Regions from separate parts of the Bombyx mori genome. Here region 2 is linked to region 1. A link is a contact called in public Hi-C data. All regions are on one chromosome and are shown on one strand. Each heading gives the region's core, a stretch centred on a gene start, on an enhancer-like site or on the middle of the called end of the contact. The rest is flanking DNA. Distances are from core to core; before and after follow the strand shown. Region 1 overlaps LOC101745220 (homeotic protein spalt-major). Region 2 holds the start of LOC101745220 (homeotic protein spalt-major).

Region 1 (6,159 bases), core at 1,541-4,040:
CTTAGAACAAGTTTGTCTAATTTTAATTAATTACCTTATCGGCTTTATCAGTGACGTCACATACGTTGTTATTTGACAACTAGCTCCCGGTCACGTAAAAGTTAATATGTGCCAATTTTGAGTATTCTAGACGATTCTGGGCAATTTTATTCACTAAAATTCGTTGTATAAAACGGACCAATAACGACACAGAAGTCCATCTTTATTCTGTAAAAATGGACACAGTTAAATTAAGTATATCATGTTCTTTACAACGGAACGTATCTGTAATTTTGTACTTGTAAGTAAATTGGGAGAAAGAATCTCTAAGATAGACCTCGTACTTAAAACTAGTAGGCAGTAAGTTAAAGTTAGTAGGCAGCGACTTGACTCTGCCCCTGGCATTGCTGACGTCCATGGGCGACGGTAACCACTCACCATCAGGTGGGCCGTATGCTCGTCTGCCTACAAGGACAATAAAAAAAAATTGACAGGAGGACCCAACGGTGGACATGACAAACGACGCGCCGTCGAATAAACGCGAGAGCAACTCTGAAGTGATGTCCGGCATGGTGCGGAGCACGCACCGCGAGTCCGGCCACCTGGTGTTCACGCCGGGCGGTGACGTCATGCTGCCCCCCCGCCCCGCGCCCGCCGTGCTGGAGCGCGCCGACCCCCCGCCCGACGGCATGCTCGACCCCCCGCGGAGGGGACGCGGCCGGCCCAGGAAGACTCCTCTGCCTCTAACGCCTAAAATCAAGAAGAAGAGAGGTCGTCCCCCTAAGACATCGCTCGGTGAGTTACCAATGACTAAAATTTGTAATTAAACTTTTGTTCTCTCGACATCTTCCAGAGTATCGATAAAAGTAAATCGAGAGTAAATGTAATTCATTACGTTTTCATCCGGAGTCAGCACCCATACGACACCATACCATTGTCTTTTGTTTAACAGAAAGAGTAATTGTATAATTTGCCCAAAACACGTGATCACGGATCCTCCCGATCCATTAACGGTGCCTTTAGATACCACAAAGACCGGTCACCGCCCTCGTCGAGCCCGTCGCTTGTGACGAAGGACTCGATGAGCGAATGAACCCAAAGACACAGCCCACTGAGTTTCTCGCCGGATCTTCTCAGTGGGTCGCGTTTCCGATCCGGTGGTAGATTCTGCAAAGCACTGCTCTTGCTAGGGTCAGTGTTAGCATCACTCCGGTTTGAGCCCCGTGAGCTCACCTACTAGCTAAGGTTGCGCCGAAATAGCCTCTTAAGGCTATCATCAGCTTAGGTAGAAAAAAATTTACATAAAAGTGTCACCTTTAAAAAGAATATTTCACAAACACAAGTAGCGGTAAGTGGAAATTGTGATCATCAATTCCAGACCTGGAAGGTTGCGTACTAACGAGCGGCTCAGTGATGGGTCCGAGCCCTCAGCAGATCTCCCACATCACGACTCCCTCCGGACACCAACTGTTACTCAAGAGGAAACGTGGACGACCTCCGAAGAATTATTTCATGCCCAAACAAGGTGCGTGCGTGCATAACCATTCCGTTTAATTTTAAAACTCTGTTTGCACATTGAAAAATTTAATGTACTAAATGAAAAAGACTTAATTTCTTAAACAATTGACGTTATCACTTCCATTCTAAATTTGTCGGCATGTCAAAATTTAGTGCATTGAATTTCATAGAACAGCTTCAAGTTTTAGACTGGTTTTTTGTTTGTGTGTCTGTGTGGCATTTTTTTTATTATCAACGAACGTTATACAGTGTGTAACAAAATCTTATTCTTTTTAGAAAAAATATGAATGTAATTAAATGCAAAATAATGAATAAATTAGATTATATTATTATAAAACTAATAATTGAATATCAAATTATTTGCTAGTATTTGGTTAAAAGCACCGCGTTATTCTTTTTAGAAAAATTATGAATGTAATTAAATGCAAAATAATGCATAAATTAGATTATATTATTATAAAACTAATAATTGAATATCAAATTATTTGCTATTATTTGGTAAGAGCACCGCGTTATACAAAGTCATTCTTCTATTCTAACATAAAGTGATAGGTGTGCCAATCACCTCAATTGACTATTCCGTTATTTGCTTAACGGTTCTCAGCTGTTTGAAATCGCTAAGTTGTGTGATCTATTCATAAACATACTTACATTATACAAATCATTACTTAAATACGATCGTTAACATTTGTACACAAAATATAAAGTTTTTGCAACACACTGTATAAATATCATTAACTAATTAGTTAAAAGAAAGAATATGCAAGTGATTTAAATTATTTATTCTGTTTGATAAATGTTTATTTCTATACTACATATACAGTTTTTACACTAGCCATATTACAATGCATGTGTTTTGGCGTTATCTGATTCCTCTTTCATCGTGATTGAATGTAGTTGGGTCATAGGGAACCCTAAGTATATCTCATAGTATCAGAATATTTATATTGGTAAATATTTTTAATACAATTTTATAGATTTTTTTTAACTAAAATGATAGTTTTTAAAGCTAGATTTCATAAAAATAATACAGAATACAAATCAGTGGAAGAATTGTACACTGGAGCCATTTATTTTGCTTAACTACTTGCACAAAAATAATTTCAATTTAAAACATACTCTTATTTAAAACTTCAATACCATATATTTAATTATGGTTCTTAAAGTCTTACGACTAAGTGCCACGATTACAAAATCAATTAATTTCGATCGCGTTCTTTAAAGATGACTCACAATAAACTTCCTTTTTTGTGATTCCGCAACAACAATGAGCGTTATTAATTCACATCGTGTTTGAATCATCAGTACATGTGTCATATTGTTACGTTTGTGTGTGTTATGCATGTGTGTGAGTTGAATAATTGAAATGGCGGGAAATTTGAATCATTGAAGTTTCAAAAATTTTGACATTTTATTGGTATAATAAACACACCCGGATTGTTACCAATTTTGTTTCTTTCAACGTGTAAAGCAATCATGGGTTTTGTGTCGTTTGAGGCTTAGACGTAAATGAATGCAATTGTTTATATCCATATAGGTACTATGTCATTTTAAACTTTTAACAAACTATGAAAAGACAATTGAAAGTAACATATTGTTAATAATACTTTTGTATTGAATACATTAAAATAAATATAAACATATTGAATTCAATTGCAATGAACACATTTGATGATGAAAATTTATACGCCAACTGCATAGAAAATTATTTTTATTTCATTGTATGGGTGTGATTAAATTGTGGTGCGAACGTTTTGTTTATTTATTAACTTATTATATCGAAAGATATCATTGGAGTTTAATTTATTAATTTTTGTTGTTGTTCTTTTATTGTAGAAGATGACATTTATGCTTTTTTGTTTCCGCTGTCCTTGTACTTATTCTCTGTTGATTTTTGTTTCAAATTTAAATTATGTTAGAGAAGTCTAGAGTTTCAATCAAATTTCAATTAAATCTACTAGAAAATATCTTAATTAAATTTGCTTCTTAGTTGTTTTGAAATTCAATTGTTTTTTTTTTCACTGATTTTTGTCTATATCCGTTTGGTATTTCATTCATACCTTTAATATATTTGTCAATAATTTTTATTTACTATTTAATTAAGTATAAATGTGTATAGATTGCCTACATAACGCTTGAACTTAGTAAGCCAACAGAGAATACGTACACGCCATCTAGTGGTGACGCTGCGCTAACTGCAACTCTCTCCTTAGGTATGGATGTCGATTTAGCGATGCAGTACGGACTAGCCGCTGAACTGAACAAAATTTGTTAGTATACTTTCCAAATTATAAATGCATGAACAAGTAACACTATATATCGACGCTTGAAAGGCAAACGTGACTAAGCGACAATAACTGCTTTGTACATAAATGATAGGCAATAACCATAATCGATGCGCAAAAAAAAAATATTTTTAGTTCTATTAAAATCATTTACGGTAGGCAGCGGCTTGGCTCTACCCCTGGCATTGCTGACGTCCATGAGCGATGGTAACCACTCACCATCAGGTGGGCCGTATGCTCATCTGCCTTTAAGGTAAAAAAAAAAACAATCCTACAGCTACCTACAGCTAGATACAAAATATTTTTTTTTCCATGTATTTCAACTATAAATTAGTCTACTGTAAAGTTCACGCATTGTCGCTTAGTCACGTTTGCCTTTAAGCGTCGATATATATACACACTAATATTGAAATATGTACAGGGTGTTCGAAAATTGGTCTTTTTACTTCCATTTCTAGAACAATTTATCGAAAACTAAAAACATTAAAAATATTGTTTTTGTGAAAGAAAAAAAAAACGAACTATTACCGTCGATCAGAAACAATTCGTGATCTATCAAACTTTGCTTGTGCTTTCATAATACAGCTTTGTTTTATTTTTTGCACTGTTTTCTTCATACTGAAAATTGAAGGTAAGTTCGTATCTGCTTATGACTGAATGCCAATCTTACTAACAAAAATTCTTTTTTGAATGTCTATAGTGAGCTGAGTGAAGTTAACAAATTTGAAATAATACCATATTGATTTTGTTTAAAGAGCTTTTGGTATTTAACACGTTCCAAATACTGAAAATCTATTAAAGCAATTGCAATAGAATAATAATGTTAATAAAAGATAAATAATCGCCTAAACTTTTAGTTACAATTGTGTTTTGTATTGCTTAGATGGGTGGACGAGCTCACAGCCCACCTGGTGTTAAGTGGTTACTGGAGCCCATAGACGTCTATAACGTAAATGCGCCACCCACCTTGAGACATAAATTCTAAGGTCTCAAGTATATTTACAACGGCTGCCCCACCTTTCAAACCGAAACGCATTACTGCTTCACGGCAGAAATAGGCAGGGTGGTGGTACCTACCCGCGCGGACTAACAAGAGGTTCTACCACCAGAAAAAATATTGTTAAAATATTGTATAGTAAAAAAATGGTGCATAATCTACTATAAAAATTGAATCCCTTTAAACTTTTTATTTTCCAAAATCAACTGATGTGAATGTTTCCAGATGGACGTCCGAACGAAAACTACAATGCGACTAATCTACCCTTCGGCGACTTCTCGTACCTGACGGAAATGATCTACAACCCCATGACGTACAGCTACGGCGTGACCAGCGTCGACCCGGACCGGAACGTCGACACCGACCAGAGCATGTCCACCGAGCCGCACGACCGGACCATCGACGTGTCCGACACGTCATCGGACGACGACGACTCGCGAGTCGAGCCGGAAGAGAACATCCCTGCCGTTGCCATGGAAACGCAGATCATGACCGTCGGCGACTGTCAGATCGTCAAACTTCCCGCCAACAACGATGATAAGGACGACAAAATTGATCAATCGGCTGAGGGTAGTGTAGTGACGTCATCGACTCCTAGCTCGGTCACCATCACCCCTATAACCACAGTGGGCGACTGCACCATACGGCCCGTCGAGAACACATAATGTGTGCAACCGTCTGTCCCCATAATATGCGGAGGTCTGCTTCTATGGTTCGTGTGAGCGCGTCGCGACGTTTCCCTGTAATCGATTATTTTAATTATGTCGATAGTATCGATCGATACTGAATCAGTATTCTACTTAGGTATAGTTTTACAAATTTTAAACTTTTTAGTTTTAATCATACAATACATCATCCGGTTTTCGAGTGTCGTAACGTTGTTAATTAACGATAAGAATAATTGGAATTGAAATTTTTTTTATCGATTTTTTGATGAATCGTTTTTGGTTTGGCACGACAAAAAATACTCTTGTACAAACGTTATATGGTTTAGGGTTTTAGTTTGTAAGAATGAAAGACTTATGAAACGACATAGTTAAATTACAGGGAGACGCCATGTTCGCTCACTGCGGAGTCGAGCTGGTATGGGGAGGGCACGATTATCCATTGTGGTAGCATTTAATTATAATGGCATTTACATGCGCCATAAAAACAACACTATTATATACTATAAAGACAACGCTTCGAGATACTGCAGGTTTTCTTAACTAGGGTTGAGATAATCGATAATCGATGCGTAGTTCAACAAAACTTTTTAGTAGTGATATCTCGAACAACTTATATAAACATATTATGACTAAACTTACTAATCGATTTAACAGTACCCACACGTGAGCGCTACATATTTTATAGATATTTCTTTTTCAATGGTTCGTATTT
Region 2 (7,056 bases), core at 2,782-5,281, 35 kb before region 1:
ACATTTATTCAAAATTATCAATGCTGTGATATTTTATTGCTTGGCAAGTATTTATATTATTATCAGTTACGTATTGTTTTCTATATTTAGATATGCCTCGCGTATACGTATCAAAGAGTGCAAAGCCTTATAAGAGATATGATCCCTTAATATTAAAAACAGCAATAGAAGCCTATGGAATTGGGAATAAGTCTTTAGTTGAAATAGCTAAGCGATTTAACATAATTAAGTCGGTTTTGCACAGACATGTAACAAGAATAATGAAATCTCGAGGTGGACAAAAATGTCTAAGTAATAATAAAATATATTAATATTTGTTCGGAGTGAGGGTTTCCACCTCATTAATCCATGGAATAACCGACACACCTAATCTCTTAACCCTCTTAATCACCCCGTTTTACCGGTACACATTAATAAATATTATTTTTATGGTATTCATTTAAATTATTTTTGGGCGATTGTTTCACTTAGATAAGCAAAGGAAACATAGCACATACTATGAAACTTTGCGTGACAAAGACCAAAATTATGTCTCATATTGAATTATAACTAGATTATGTCTCAGATGAAATATTCATTAATTTGAAAACGTTTATAGGAATGAAATTAATTACGAAATTTAATTGAATATAATGAAATCAACGGTATCAATAGATGTAATTTCCACATCCAGAGCTTTTTATAAACCTCAAAAAACACCTAATCACAAAATGAAATAAATCGTAAACTTAAACTCCTTGAATTCCCGCCTAAACATCTCAATAGCAATCAGCCTAAGCAGTATTGCTAGATTTATTTTTTAGATTTCCTCATGATGATTTTTTATTTCAGTAAGAACGTTCCGATGGAAACCGAACCGTACCGACCCGAACCGTTACTATTCAAAGGTCTTATCAAGAGATTCTAAATTTGCAAATAAATTTTCAAACTGTCATGGTATCGTGATATTAGCGGAATAGCCTATACCATTAAATGATCTAGAGTGGTATGAAAAGAGATAAAACAAGGTACTTTTTGATAGTGACGATGATATGCTTTACAATTTACTTTAAGGAACAGTTTCTTAATTCAGTTTAGGATAGGGGCGACTAATAAAAATGTTAACCAAAACTTAACCAAAACCAAATGTAATCTTAAATTCAACCATATGAAGCCTTAACTTTGACAATTTGACTATTTAAGTAGGTACTTTAAAATTATATTTATGAATTTCAATCATAAATTTGAATTCCAAACAGTATTTTAAAGCGAAATAATAAAAAGAAAAAACATAAAAATTCAGTACATACTATAAAACTCACAGTTAGATTTTTAATATTTTTTTTTACATATACGTACTTAGTTATAAGAAGACAACTAGTGATAAAACAGTCGAATAAAATTACATTGCAAAATTGTAAGTGAGCAATTTTTGATAATAGCAAAATGGACTGGCAATAACAAGATATACAGACAGGTATGGACTGGCTGGTCAAGCGAAAACAATGTTATATAAATTTCATAGCGCATTCAATTTAGATTTACGTGTTGCTATTTATATAGATTACAGAGAAACAATGGTGAATTCCTGATAAGACCATTCAGGTGGGATCCATCCCGAACAGTCTTTTTAAATTTCACATCCAAATATACCTAAACTAATTACTTGACCTTCACCTCAACTTTAACAGCATTCAAAATAAACAATAAATGGGATCTGCTCATCTCCGGGGTTTGCAATACAGTTCTTAGTTTCTAGTTTATTATTCTTGGAAAAACTGTCCAAAAATCAGCAATTTTTCCTGCAGTAAAACCCCGTCTATACCATAAATTTATATTTGCTTCGTCCATCGCAGGGAAAGCAAAGGGAATGTAATTTAAGTCGCCAAGTTTTTAAGCATGAAAACTAAATTGAAAATGAACTAATTTTTTAGTAGTAGTAAATTGATTTTTACTCAGTATAGTTGTGAAAATACTAAACTAGATGCAATACAATTATTCTCACATATTTTTAAATTTGGTCTTTGTTATAGTCATTGATTGTACGGTACTCACATCCACAAGCTTCAGAATATAGCAACAAGAAGACGTGATTTAAGAATGAAAAAAATAAAAAATCAGATGGCACGATAGGTGGATGGCGCTATGATTAAAGTAATCCTTGTGCGTTCAAATCTTTAAATTAAATTATTATTTTATTTTAAAGATCAATTTTACCAATTTCTACGGTGATGGTCTACGGACTTCCACGGTGAAGGAATGACTTCGTGTAATAATCATCAAACCCGCAAAATTATAATTTGCGTCATTACTGGCGGTAGGACCTCTTGTGAGTCCGCACGGGTAGGTACCACCACCCTGCCTAATTCTACCGTGAAGCAGTAATGCATTTCCGTTTGAAGGGTGGGGCAGCCGTTGTAACTATACTTGAGACTTTGAGACCTTAAAGCTTCAAGATGGGTGGCGCATTTACGTTATATATAGATGTCTATGGACTCCAGTACTTAACACCAGATGGGCTGTGAGCTCGTCTATTCATCTAAGCAATAAAAAAATAAATAAAGAAAAGCAAACGAAAACAAAGAAAAATACCTACTTCATACATATACTTGGTTCTTCAATAAAAGATAATTAATAGGAACTGGTCTTCGTCTGTCGGCCAGCTGCTAAATATTTTCTATTAATATTATAAAAATACTACTAGGAGTATTGCAACAAAAAGTCACTTAATAAACTAAGTAAACTTATTGAAAAACTTCAACACCTACCAACCTAACCTAACATGGTTACACGTACCTACAAATTCATCCTCCTCGAATCGTGTTCCTCATGTCCGAGGGTCGTGATCACCATCACCCATGAGCTTCAATCTTAAGATGTTTTTCCACTTTCCCCTGTCCACGGCGTCATGCAGAAATGCACAAATGCGTCATGCACAAATTCATAAATAGGTACATAAATCAAAAGTTCCATTAAAATTATGTTGTTTTTTCAGGGATTCAATAGTGGATACTATTGAATACTTTAGTGCTTACTTTTTTAATCGTTCCTTTTTTTAAGTACATACGTAAATTTACCATGAAATAAATATATTTGTGTGCAAGTCCCAAGTCAAAAAATATAATTTTGTTGCATTTTAGTATGTACCTATTAGATAAAATAAGTATAAGTTTTTAAGGAATAAAAAAAAATACGTAACTGGCCACCATGAAATAAAAAAAGAAACTCCACTTCAATGAAATTAAATTCGATCCAAAATTTAATTGTGTAGGTACTATGTAACTCATTAGCTAAAGATAGTTCCTACCTAGCTGTTATTCAAGAAATTTTAGAAAAATTGAATCGTTTCAAGCATTTTATTCGAACTAGTCATTCGTGATGAAGATTAATGCACTTCGTATTCAAATGTAGAAACGGAACGATGGAATTCAGTAAAAACAAAAAACAACTTCAACTTCGTCAGCCTATTCTTTCGAGTTCACGGTTGTTTATGTGTGTGTCTGGTAAAAAGTGATTGAAATTGTATGTACATATATACAGAATGTACGCGTGCGTACTTTTTACCATACAACGTACACACTCACATGTACATTCATCAGTAACCAACCAACGTACTATTCATAATACTGATGTTTATAAAATATATTGTGGCATTTGCTTGGATTTAAATTTGAAATTGCACCCCAGCTGCGGTTTTTAAAATGAAATATATGATTTTACTGCCGATACTCAACAAGAGTTTTTAAATAAAAATATATTGAGTAGGTATTCGATGTACTTATATAAGTACTAATGAAACTCGTCTCACACAACAATCCTATTTTTATATCATATACTGATTATGGTGTTAACTATTTAATAAATGCATGTATCTGGACACTAAGTACATTTTTGTACAACTACAATCCAGTAGGTAATGTACCAGACATAATGTGCCTACAGCTTACACACACTAACGTACTTGACTATATCGTGGAAATTTTATTTATGCGCGTTGTAAACGAGCTAGCATTAACAGTATAAAATAGTATAAATTTAAAAAAAATTAAATTCATCTTATTGACGTGGATGTAGAGGCATGTCGCTGGCGCGTAGTACAATTTATAAAGTTGTATATTAATTACAGTATAATAAAGCATGCGGGGGACGAGGGGGCGCGCCGCGCTCTCATATTCCGTATATTGATTGTGTGCGAGGGGGCCGGGGCAAGGAGGGGGCCACAGCGTGCCCCACTCTGTTTTTTACGACACGGCTTTCTGTGTAACATAATTATTGTATTAAATTTTGTGAAATGTCTCGGTGTTACTTGTGAAAAATCTGGGTGCCGGAAACGCGAATACGAGGTAAGAAATTTACCCGGCTCGGATTTCTTTCAAATTTTTGTGTTTTTGAATTTAATATAAATACAATTTATAGCTATAAATTCCGTCGGCGCCGCGTACCTACAGTATATTACACTGTCATACCGCGTACGTATAGTGTTTTTTACGGGCATCGTTCTAAAAATAAGTTGTAATAATTATAATTTTATGTAGCGGTCGCAACAGAGTTCGTTTTGTGTCGATAATTCATGAGACGTGAAGTGTGTGATGAGTGTTCCTGAAGTGGTTCCGGTGGTACAGATGCAGGGGCTGGTGAGCGACAAGACGTTCCACTTGAAGTGGAACAACCACCTGCAGAACCTGAGCCAGCTGTTTACGACCATCTACTCGTCGTCAGCGCTGGCGGACGTCACGCTCTCCTGCCGCGATGGGACCCTCAAGGCGCACAAACTTGTGCTCTCAGCTTGTAGTCCGTATTTCGAACAAATATTCAAGTGAGTACATGTTTTAATTCATCAAACCATTAAAGCAATAATGCTAAGTTCATATACAATTACTTATGTTTTTTAAATCTATTCCAAGTACTGCATCATTTGGTCATTATGACATCATTATTTTTTCTAGTGAAGTTATTTATAATACCAACAGTGCACTGTTCAGAGCCAGTATTTTGCAGACTATTCAAGTATATTTAAATAGTAAACAATTTTATGTAACAATATTTTTTATTACCACTAAATGTTACATAAAAGTCATACAAGTTGAATAAAATTATTTTATCTTATGATAACAGAAAAATAATAAAATATTATTTGATAATATTCTGAGTTTGACACCAACATAAGTTAGATAAAATGTTCATTTAAAACAATATTAAATCTCTAACAGGGACAATCCATGTCAGCACCCCATCGTGATTTTAAAAGGGATCCCTTTTTCTGAGATCAACCTCCTTGTGGAATTCATGTACAAAGGGTCAGTGGATGTTCAAGAATTGGACCTGCAGTCATTAATGCATACAGCTTCCGAGTTAGAGATCCGAGGACTAGCTTATGAAGCTCGTGACAATGCTGCCCAGCTTTTAAATGTGAATTTAGAGTACCCCACAACATATCCACAGACAGCAACTTCCACTCAATCCTCGTTTCAACAAGCTCGTGCAACAGACGTTGAAAGACTAAAACAGGTATGATGCAGTTTCTTAGTTTAGTATTTATATACCATGAATTCAATTTTAAACATTGAATTCAAATTTTTTATTTTAAAATTTTATTTTTGTATGTTGCATTACATTTTTAGCACAGTTTAGCATTAGTGAAATATACAAAAAAACATAATTAAGAATATCTGAATCAGAATGGTTCCTTTTAAACAAATAGTACTCTGTGTACCCTCATTGGGTTTGTTACATTTCCTTTAAATTTAATTTCTATTTTAATAAATGCACACTTTTTAATTGCTATAATTATTACATTCAATTATCTGACCAGTGAGAAAAGCCTAATGAGAATTTTGTTTTTAAAATGAAGTTTTAATTTTGTGATTTTGCCCAGTTCAATTTTAGAAAAATAATAATTTAAACGTTATATAAAAATAAAATCTTGGTAATGTGAAGGGACTAACCTTGGTCTGTGCTAATTGGTGTCAATAAAAAACATTCCATTATTTTTTTAATGCTCTAATCAAATACATGTAACATGTTTGCTTAAAATTTATACTACTAATACTGTGGTGAATAAATAAAAAAACAAACTCCTAACATGTTAAGATACCGATTATGTGTCTATGAGTAAATTCTAACAACATGTGTTTGTAGAATATGAAGTACTTAAATATAAAAAAGTTAATGCATTAATATAAAGTACAATGTTATTTGCCCGGAAAGTATTCACTTATTAACATTAATTACCTGGGGCTTGTTCATATAATTAATTAAAAGTATATTTATTTGCATATCGTAATAAATTAGAATGTTGATTGGTATAGCATTAATTTTTAAATTTTATATCGTTATCTACCAAAATATTTTAATACAACATTCAGAAAATGTATATACGGCCGTTGAGGTTTTATTTATTTTTGTGTTCGTTCAGACGGAATACAATCTCATTGTCCAGCTGCAGCTAACTGGGTAGTGATGTCCATGGACACCATAACGATGAATCATCATAACTCATGCACACATTCCAAGGCTTTGTTAAAGTATCAATTGTATGACGTAATTTAATGTAAATATAAAGATGTTGGAGATAATGGTGATTTAAAAAAAATATAGGTAGTAGAAAAACATTATATGTGATCGGGAAAACCTTTGATGTATTAACAATCGAATTCTCAATCCACTCCTTATTAGGTTATTCATTAGAATTCATAATTATGACAACATATTAAAAAAAATTAACAATTACTTTGAAAGATGCAATTTTTTTAATAGCACGTGCTATTTTCTTTCAAATTTTAATACAACTAAAGAATACTTGGACTATTATTTTTTAAATTTATATTTCAACATTTGAGTCATGCTACTTTCCGTCTAGGTACTGTCTTAGTTGCCACAAGCTGTGTTCGTCCTCCACTCCCTTCGATCAGCGATTATATTTCTATAGCATGTCATAGTCATTCTTCACTTTCATGATTTTCATTATTCTAGGTGGTTCTATATTTCGGAAATATGAAATAATGTTCACGCCATAAGAATTTCTAATTTATATACGGCACGAAGTTTACCAGTTTATTGCTGTTGGCAACACAGTTC

The links. Hi-C and Micro-C count contacts between places; a contact is called where the count stands out from the background.
Region 2: a Hi-C map of midgut shows a contact between it and region 1, with 1.6 times the contacts expected there. The contact joins the promoter of LOC101745220 here to the enhancer-like site in region 1. A contact is called at or near these places in 2 of 7 Hi-C or Micro-C datasets (midgut and whole pupa).

The regions. Positions count from the first base shown.
Region 1 is chr3:2,583,107-2,589,265 of ASM3026992v2, reverse strand. It overlaps LOC101745220 (homeotic protein spalt-major), which reads left to right. Exons shown (of 11, transcript XM_021346522.3): 9 at 474-774; 10 at 1,358-1,504; 11 at 5,005-6,159. The coding sequence ends at 5,444. Among protein-coding and RNA genes, the nearest start is that of LOC101745070, 16 kb to the right of the region's middle. Within about 2 kb of position 2,790, at least 5 of the 8 cell types and tissues checked have open chromatin away from gene starts, as enhancers often do.
Region 2 is chr3:2,618,796-2,625,851 of ASM3026992v2, reverse strand. LOC101745220 (homeotic protein spalt-major) reads left to right here and starts at 4,031. Exons shown (of 11, transcript XM_021346522.3): 1 at 4,031-4,322; 2 at 4,602-4,795; 3 at 5,190-5,487. The coding sequence starts at 4,602.